Regions from separate parts of the Sus scrofa genome. Here region 2 is linked to region 1. The links are chromatin contacts, called in public HiChIP or PLAC-seq maps. All regions are on one chromosome and are shown on one strand. Each heading gives the region's core, a stretch centred on a gene start, on an enhancer-like site or on the middle of the called end of the contact. The rest is flanking DNA. Distances are from core to core; before and after follow the strand shown.

What was found. HiChIP or PLAC-seq counts read pairs in DNA pulled down with a chosen protein or histone mark.
Region 2: an H3K27ac HiChIP or PLAC-seq map of alveolar macrophages shows a contact between it and region 1. The contact joins the promoter of SMIM20 here to the promoter of SEL1L3 in region 1. A contact is called at or near these places in 5 of 47 Hi-C or Micro-C datasets (epiblast stem cells, liver, retroperitoneal adipose tissue and 1 more) and 2 of 2 datasets of contacts at active chromatin or transcription factors (alveolar macrophages and skeletal muscle).

Annotation. Positions count from the first base shown.
Region 1 is chr8:19,646,937-19,651,625 of Sscrofa11.1, reverse strand. SEL1L3 (protein sel-1 homolog 3) reads left to right here and starts at 1,842. Exons shown (of 30, transcript XM_021101079.1): 1 at 1,842-2,108. The coding sequence starts at 1,944.
Region 2 is chr8:19,698,761-19,703,449 of Sscrofa11.1, reverse strand. It overlaps SMIM20 (small integral membrane protein 20), which reads right to left and starts at 2,428. Exons shown (of 3, transcript XM_003356880.4): 1 at 2,183-2,428. The coding sequence starts at 2,291.

The DNA.
Region 1 (4,689 bases), core at 593-3,092:
AAAGGAGCAGAGTGCCCCTTTCCTATATAAGGAAAGTTTCTAGAAATGGGGTCTGTGGGCTGGCAGCAGCAGCATCTCCCAGTTTGTTGGCAAGGCAGCCTCTCAAGCCCCACCTAAGACCTACTGAACCTGGAATTCTAGTTGGGTTGCCCAGCCATGTGTGTTTACAAGCCCTCCTGGTGATGGAGATGCAGGCTGAAGTTCGAGAGCCAGTGACAGAAGTCATTACTTTGCAGTGAGTGACACGGAACCAAGAGCCTGACCCAGGGCCTCCGCCCTTAGGTGACCTAAAAAGGTAAAGGATGACTCAGCTGACTTGCTGATTGTGGCCAGGGCTGTGCTGAGAAGGCGGAGAGCATATCCAGGCACAGGGCATGCCAAAGCTGGCCTAATCCCGCCCTGGGCACCCTTTCTTCACCACCAGCCTCTCCCCACACCTGCCGCGGGGACTTGATCTGCTATGGTGGCACTGACACTGGGAAAAGACTGTGTCCTCTCCGACTCCCAATCTATTATTAGTTCCAATCCGCACAAATCCACCAGTGCCAAAGGGAAGCTTTTGAGAACTTTGGAAGGTGGGTTAACTGTTTCAGTGCAGCCGCGGACCCAAGCAATTGTCTGAGCCACTAGACACAGCCACAAGCTTCCCAGAGCGCCAGGGCCACCCCGCTGGGGAATCCAGCCGGCTCCTCGGTTGGTCTGGCGGCAGAACGCTGGTCGGGAGCAGGTAGTCCCAACCTTCGTTCCTAAGGCCCAAGATGTGTCTGACTTTTTTTTTTTTTTTTTTTTTTAATAAAAAGCTGTTTATGCACTTCAAGAGCCTCACCCCTTTCACTTGGGGCTTGAGCACAATTACATTGGCGTAATTAATTCATTTTCTTTTCAGTCCAAAGTGGAAGCCAGGGCACAGGGATGCAAATCAGATACAATCCCGCTTTGGGCGCCGATACTCTGGACAATTAAAACAAAGAGCTCGGCAGCGGCTGCGCGGGCCCCGGCACAAAACCCTCGGGAAGCATCCAGAACGTGCGGCGAACCAGCCGGCAGGGTGGGGCGCAACCCGGGCTAAAAAATGTGCGTGCTGGGAGGCGGCCCCACCCCTGCAGGTGGACAGGTGGAGGTTGGCAGGGGTCAAAATCCCTCCGTAAGGACTGGCATCTGGGCCGCTGCGTGGCGCAACTCCAGGGGGCACACTCGCCCTGCGCCCGGTGGGAATGGCGCCCTCGCCAAAAAAGCACCCTAGCCAAAACCCATTGCACGGGCGGGAACTGGGCTGCGCGACCCGCCAAAGGAGTGGGTGGGAGAGAGAGGGTGCGCCAGAGCGGACTGGAAGGGGACGGGGAAGGAGGGGAGAGAGGAAACGGGCTGGGAGAGAAGGGGGAAAGTGAAAAAAATAGGGCGGTAGGAAGAGAGAGGTGAGAGTGAGAGAATTGGGGAGCGAGGAAAAAGGGAAACGGGGGGAGGCGAGAGGGATCGCGGAGAGGAAGAGCGCGGAAGGGGGGCGGGGGAGGAAGGGGAGGAAAGGGAAGAAAGAGAAAAGGGGGCTGCCCGAGAGCCGGGGGCGGGGGCACGGGCAGGGGGCGGGGGGCACGGCCGGGGGGGCGGGACCCGGGTCGGTCCCCACCTGCGTGGGCGCCGGCCACCCCCGGGGTGGAAGCCTGGGGGCCGGAGGGAGCCGCGGAGAGGCGGGCTGGGCAGGGAGCTGAGAGGAGGGAGGGGACGGGGACTGGGAGGCGGGGAGGAGCCGGCGCTCGGCTGGGGCTGCGGGGGCGGCGACGGCGGGAGCGGCCGTGGAGGCGGCGGCGGGTCCGGCGGCGGCGGCGGCAGGTGGCCCCGCGCGCGGCGGCCGGCCCGGCCGGGGCGGGCGGGAAGGTGGCGCCTCGGGCGGGGGCCGGTCCCTGCACCAGGTGACCTGTTCCGGCCCGGATCCGGGCGGCCTCGCCATGCAGCGGTGCGGCGCGGGGCTCGGGTGGCCACGGCGGCAGCAGCAACAACCCCCGCCGCCCGCGGTCGGCCCCCGGGCCGCAGCCATGGCCCCCCCGAGCGGCGGCGTTCCCCCGGGCCTCGGCGGCCGCCCTGCCTGCACGCTGCTCCTGCTCTGCTACCTGGTGAGCGCCGGACCCTGCCCGGGTCCTCCCCTGCGCGCGGGGCTCCGGGGACGCGGGTGGTGGCGGCCAGGGACCTCCGCCTCACGGGCGGGTACCGCGCGGCTAGTTTTCGCTCTTCCTCGCCGCTGCACCCGGGGCGCTCCCGGCACCTGGGATGGGTACCCAGGGCGCGGAGAGGGGTGCGTGGACCGGACCTGCAGCGCTGCGCTCTCGCCGGGGTCCTTTCCTCTCCCTCTGAGACCCGCTCCAGATCCGGGTCAGGTTCCCGTAGAGACCCGGTCCTGTCCCCCACTCCACCTGGGCACCTCGCCACCCCGCCACCCCGCGTTTCCTCTTCTCCCCGCGGGTCCTGGGCTTCCCTCAGTCTTCTCGCGGCTCCTTTCCTCCCCGTGCCCAACTTCGCCTCTTTCTGTGGGCGAACGCCTCGACCCTCCTTTTAGTTTCCATCCGGTCCTCACGGCCCGGACCGTTTTCTGCCAACGCACCCGGCGATGAACCTCGTATTTCCAGCGCTTTTCAACTCCTCCATGGTCACTCTAGCCAAGTTGCAGATGCCAGTAAGAAATGTAGTTCTTTGTAACACGCTTACCGCCGGAGCGGGGACTTCAGCTGCGTCTCGAACATTGTCATTTCAGAGAACACGTTTGGCTCCTGCATGCCAGTTTACAATTTGCACACTTCTTGGCTTCTCTTTTAGTCATCAACTAAATGGCAGTAACCTAGTTTTCAAAACCAACTCATTTAAAATACCAGAGCAATGTAGACCCCCGCCCAACAAGGTGGGAGAATAGTCCTCAATTCCTTTGATGGTTTGCTTTCTTCTGCTTTGAATTCTCCTGAACAATAGTAAATTTACAGAAGGTGACACCCTTTCCGTCCAGCCTACCTTATGTTCCAGGATCCTGCAGAACCTTTGGGTTATCTCGCCATATATTACTGTAAATAAATGAAATGGAAAATGCTGAATCATGAAACTGATGTAATAGGAAATTCACAGAATGCTTAAAAAAGAAAAATTGAGCAGTGTCATTGTCCAGGATTCTTTTCATTTCTATGGCATTGCCATTATTTCAAGACTTTCTTCTTGGAGGCTGAAAACTGCTTAGGAGACACTGGCAGGAATTAGAATTTGATTCCATAGAGATTTGCCAAGTTTCTCTTGACACGCTTTACTTCTTGGATGTTTCATTTCTTGACGCGAGAGGATGTAAAAATGCAGAGGATGTAATTCTGCTGTTGCATCTACCTGTTGAGCAATCCATGCTTTTCCTCATATGGTGAAATAAGCTAGTACCAGGTTTTGTGGTTGGATTTAGTTCATATTTTTATAAGACGTTGTCAGTTGATATGAATGATTTTTTTTCACCCAGGAGATATTATTATTTCATATTTATGCCACAGGGTTACAGCACACAGGCTCATAAATAAAACTGCCATAACAAATGATAGGGTTTCAGTTTAAACAGATGATTCCCATCCACAATGCACTGGTTACCCACAGAGGCAGAAATGATAGAGTAGAGCAGCGTGTGAAACATTAATGTACAAGTGTTCGGGAACGTTCCACGTGGAAATCCCAAGACCTGGCAAGGAGAGACCACTTCTTGACAGTTACAAGAAATTAAAGTGAAAGAGCAGTAAAGGCCTAGTGGTCCACAAGAACAAAGACAGATGATGGAGCAGGTATAAAAATTCTGTATGGACCAAGGGGGATTTGAGAGAACAGATCAGAGAGAGGAGAAAAATGATGCTGTGGATGGACCGGGGTGAGTTAGTAGAGAGGCGAGGTAGGGCTCCAAAAAGAGAGATCATAGAAAATACTGTAATGTGGAAAATGACTAGAGCCTGGATCGATGTCTTGGCAGACAAGGAGGGAATGGATGTTGGAGCTTTCGTGGCAAAGGAAATGTCAGGGCTTCCTAGCTATGTGTGTTTATTCAGATGGGCTTCGGATATGGCCCTGTGTTTAAAAAAAAAAAAAAAAAAAAAAAAAGGGACTTAGATAAGCAAGAAAGCCGCTTTGCAGCCGGATGAGAAAGTTTTGCAAAACCCAGGGAAGCAAAAGTGCGACTTGCAAGGTGGGCTTCACCTTTTGTTCTAAAGGTCTAGCCATTGGGTTTAGCTCTAGAGGTACGTGCTACCTGTAAGCCGTCTTGACCTTGGAGAAATTCAGTTGCAGATTGGGGTAAACAGAAACCTTCTGCATGAACACATGAAAAACGCGAAACAACTGAGGAAAAAAAATGTGTAATTGTGAGCATCTTGTGCATCAAGAAATACTTCCTAGAGAAAATGAAAATACTTCCATCCACAGCATCATTTTTCTCCTCTCTCTGATCTGTTCTCTCAAATCCCCCTTGGTCCTCGGTCAGGGTCGGGCGGTGGACAAGTAGAGGGTAGAAGTGGAGCAGAATAGCTAAGCAGAACCTCGAATATATAGGCACTGGAGGAAGAAAGCCATCCCCTGTTTTGGAAACCTAAATAATAATTGTAATAATAATAGTTTGCATGGTGCTAAGGTTATTTACATGCATTATCCAGTGTTAACCTTAATAACAACCTTGTGAGGTCAGTGCTAGGG
Region 2 (4,689 bases), core at 1,179-3,678, 51 kb before region 1:
TATCAAGTGCTTGCAAGAGAGCTTTCAATAAATATTAGCTATTTAGTATTATTTACTTTTTTAAGGAATCAGTTATGACTCTCAGATAAGAGTTGTTCAAATCAATTAAAATTGAACCAGAAAAGCAGGCAGCTGTAGAATGCCTTACAGTTAAAAATGCAGATACTGGAGCCACATGCACTAAATGTTCACTTTAAAGGCCTCATTTGTCTATCTCAAGGTGACTCAGGCAACCATAGACTCTGGACTACTCCCCATCCCGCCTTTTTTTTTTTAGGGCTGCACCTGCCAGATATGGAAATTCTCAGGCTGGGGTCGAACTGGAGCTGCAGCTGCCAGCCTACAGCACAGCCACAGCAAGTGCCAGATCTGAGCTGCACCTGCGACCTATGCTGTATCTTGTGGCAATGCTGGATCCTTAATCCACTGAGCAAGGCTAGGGATCAAACCCTCATTCTCATGGATATTAGGTTCTTAAACAGCTGAGCCACAATGGGAACTCCCTGGACTATTCCTTTAAGACTGTCATTGGGAGACACAGCACAAACCCACCTTGATCATCTGCCCTAGAGCAAGGGTTTCTCAACCCAGCACCACTGGCACCACTCGCATCTTGGGCTGGGTAATTCTTTGTTAAGGGGTGGGGGCTGCCCTGTGCATTACAGAGAGTTTAGCAGCACCCTGGCCTCTATACACTAGATGCCAGGAGCACACTTACTCCACCCACCCCACCCATTTTGTGACCAGCAAAAACGTCTCCCGATAGAACTAAATGTCCCCTGGGGGACAAAAATCATCCCCAGTTGAGAGGTACGGCTCTAGTCTTCAGAACTGAAACTTTTCAAGTAGGATCCAAAGTAGATTCCCTTGTCCCAGCTTCAACTCTAGGGGCTATAATACAATAGCCCGGGGCAAGGACCAAGTAAGAAGGGATAAAACAGAGAGATAACGCAGGGCTTCCAAGGTCCCATGTTTACCCCCACGCGTGGTCACGCGTGGTCACGCGTGGTCACGCGTGGTCACGCGTGGTCACGTAGATAGATAGGCTGGAAGGCAGGGTGCAGAGGCCATTTCAATCTTGACTGATGAAAAGAAGCTACAAGAAATTTGAGTGTGTACTTAAACCGCTCTGCCTCAGAAACCAGATGTTGTAGCATTTGTAATGGTCAGAGCATTTATACAGCACTTTTGCCTTCAAATCACCAAGCTCACAGCCTCCACTGATATTCTCAAGGGGCAAGGTTGGCCCTTTTCCATCTTCTAGATGATTCAGGTTTCCTGGAGAACAAAATGAGCCTCTAATGCCTAATATTTTCTCTCTGACAGATGGTTTCAGATGTATCAAAGTGCTAATCCTTGCTGAGGTATAGGTCTCAAGGAAGGGGAGTGTGGCTTTTAGAATGATAGGACTGGAATGATTAAGGAAGAAAATTACTCCCAGGATATTCACCATTGTCATGTGAGTAACCAGCTTAAAATGAAGGAAGATAGCAGAATCTGAAGGAAGATTTGAGGAGAAAGAAGAGGAAAAACCCAAAACCTCAGGTTAACAGTTTAGCTCTGAGACATTTCTGATCAAAGACATCTTTGGGAGCGGAAATGAAGTGCAATAAACACATCTGCAAGTTCAGGACAATTAGGGCCCACCTCCCTCCCCCAATATCACCTTCCCAGCTTCAGTACAAGGAAGAAATTCTGGAGACAGAGGCCTGGGTTGGAATACGTGTCTTGCCGCTAACAGCTGTGTGACTTTGGGCATGTTACACAACCTGAGTCTCAGTTTCCCCGTCTGTAAGACAGCAACATGTACCTCAAAAAAAGGTGTAAATTAAAAGATCCTATGTGCATTAACGAGACATAGAAGCCTGCAGTGAATGTTAGCTATGAATATTAACTCGTATTTAGTGTTGACCTACGACGTGCAGACTGCCTTTGAGTCTCAGCAGAGGCTAGACGGTTTTATTTTAAGATACTACAGAAACACATAACTACTGATGAAGATAGTGAGGGCCCAAGAGGTGGAGTCACTTGTCCACGGTCACAAAGCTGCACACAAAGGATTCGAACCCAGGTCTCCCTGACTCGCGAGCCAAGCTCTGCCCAAGGCCCCACGTGGAGAGGATGGGGAAAGAGAGGGAGTCACTGGGACCAGGGCACCGCGTGGTGGTCAGAGGTCACTCACGGTACTCCTCCAGCCGCATTAGGGGCCGGAAGTAGATGGGGTAGAAGGCGGCGCCGATCAGGGTGATGAAGCCACCAAAAATGAGCGCGGTGCGCAGATTCGTGGACATGGCTCTGAACCGGGCCTTCGCTGACCCGCTGAGGACACCGAGCTCTCGCAATCCTGGCTCCTGCCCGCTGGGTCGTGACCCGGCTGGGAAGTGGAGAAACGGCTTTTGCTTCCGGGCCTTGTGGGCGGGGCTAGGAGGCGGAACAGGGGCGGGAAGAGGTTGGGTCAAGGGTGGCACCGAAGGCGGGGCTTAGGACTGGGTGGGGCTAGGGCAGGGGGTGGGGCTGGGGCGGGGGTGGGACTAGGGGAGGAAGGGGCGAGGCGTGTAACCCCACGCACCGCCTCCGGGCGGTGCCTGGCAGCGCCTGGCTGCCTGGCTCCGGAGGGCGAGCGCCAGCTGGGAGAATGGAGAGTGGAGCTTTTATTGCTCTTGATCTCAGTTCCGCCCCCTGCCCTAAACCGGGTTCACCTCTCAGCCGCTCCACCCACACTCTTCTGACCTCGTTACCACTCCCTCCTTTACCAACCAAACTTCCTTCTTCCACCACTGGTTTGATTTTCATGACTCCACCAAGAGGTGGATGCTCTCTAGGGCTCATTGATTTAATCCACATATCTTTTACAGATGAGGAAATCCTGTCTTGGCTGCATGATTTAAACAAGTTGCTTGGCCTTAAGGGCGGTTTGAGGGGATTAGAGACAAATGCAAATCGCCTGACCCTGGATGGCCAGCAGGGGCTTCTGAACCAAGGCTAGCTTGGGAGGAATATTATTGCAACATCCAAACTACAAGTAAATCTTTTCTGACTCTGATCTTCCATGCTCTCCTCTCTCCCTCTTCCCTTTGTTGGATGTCAGGATTACGAATGAGGATGGGGAATAGAGATCCGTGCAGGGCAGGGAGCCAGCAGCCAGTTCTACTAATGGGACCTTGGGGCTCTGCCTTGTTGCCTGGGGTGGAAGCCACTGAGGACAGATCTGCTTCCTCTTCCTGTGATTGCCATCCTTCATGTTTCTGGGGGGGGGCTGTGTCAGTATATGACCCACCCAGCGGTACTGGACAGCTGAGACTAAGATTCCCTGGGCTTTCACTCAATCGTTTTTAAATAAGAATGATACCAGCAGCTGGGGGCTGGGGAACAAATCTTGACCCCAGCATCATTATTTAGTGCAGAAAAGATTTACGATCTTTCGGAAATGGTGTGGAGGTCACAGGTTTCCTCTTTTCTTTGTAGTTTTGTAGTTGAGTCAAGCTACTATGTACCTCTGTGGTTCCAGAAGCATATAAATCAGGTATTCAATCTGTCAGCAGATTTATGGACTGTCCGCTGTGCCCCAAACATCAGGCAAAGTGCCACGGGGGACACAAAGATGAATAAGACATGACCCTTGCTCTCCAGGATCCTGTCATGTGGATGGAGGGACAGGACATATACATAAAAAGACAGCTAATGACCCGACACAGCCTGTTGCTGATGAGTGATGGAGTCTTGGGGGCTGCAGAAGTTCAGAGGAGGAAGACAGATGACTGTAGGTGAGATAACTGCTCCTCGGGTGCTTACAGGAGCTTGTTAGGGTGAGGATAGAAGACTTTATAGCAAAGAGGGAAGCTGCGATGCCTGCTTTATATCATGTGATGTAAAAACTCAGGTATACTGCACATTTGTCATTTTAGCCTCCCAGCATCCACTTCTTTTTCTATTAATAATACCCCAACTATCTTTTGGCAAACCACTCCTCTCCCATTCTCAATCTGTGAAGAAAACTGGGGTTCCCATGCACCCTATTTTTACTCTCTCCCAGCTCTCAGGGTTAAGCATTTAACCAAGCCTGACCAAGCTCCCCCACTCATCACGGGATTGTCTGGCACTGGACCCAGGCCTGATTGTCCAGTGGGGCTGCATCCTCCTGGCCATGTGACCCAAACTGAGCTAACCACAATCTATCCTAACTACTAGAAGGCTGGATTTGAACTTGAAGGGATGCAGCTCTTGAAGGGATGCTGGGGACCACGATGTAGATACTGAGCATGGAGAGAGTACAGCAGAAGGAGAGCCAGGAGATGGGAGAAATCAGATGCTGACATTATATTTGAGCCCCTGAATCCAGCTGTGCCCAAACCGGATTTTCAGTAACATGAACTAATAAAGTCCCCTTGTCACTGAAGCCTGTTTGAGTTGGGTCCTGTCTTTTAAAACAGAAGGTGTTCAAATGAGCCCACCATGGATGTGACTTCATTTACTCAACACCCCTTGAGCTCCAAGTCAAGGATTACACTATTTTTTAGATCAAGTCACAGAGAGCCAGAGACCTCGCACCATTGACTGAGTCAAGACCAGGGTTGAGCTCTCACGATTCTGAATCTGATGTGCTCTTCCATGATACCCTACTGTCTTTGTGAGCAAGCTTGGCAGATGGCTGGCTGAGCCCTATCCTGAGAGCCTCCGAAAGCCAGGGTG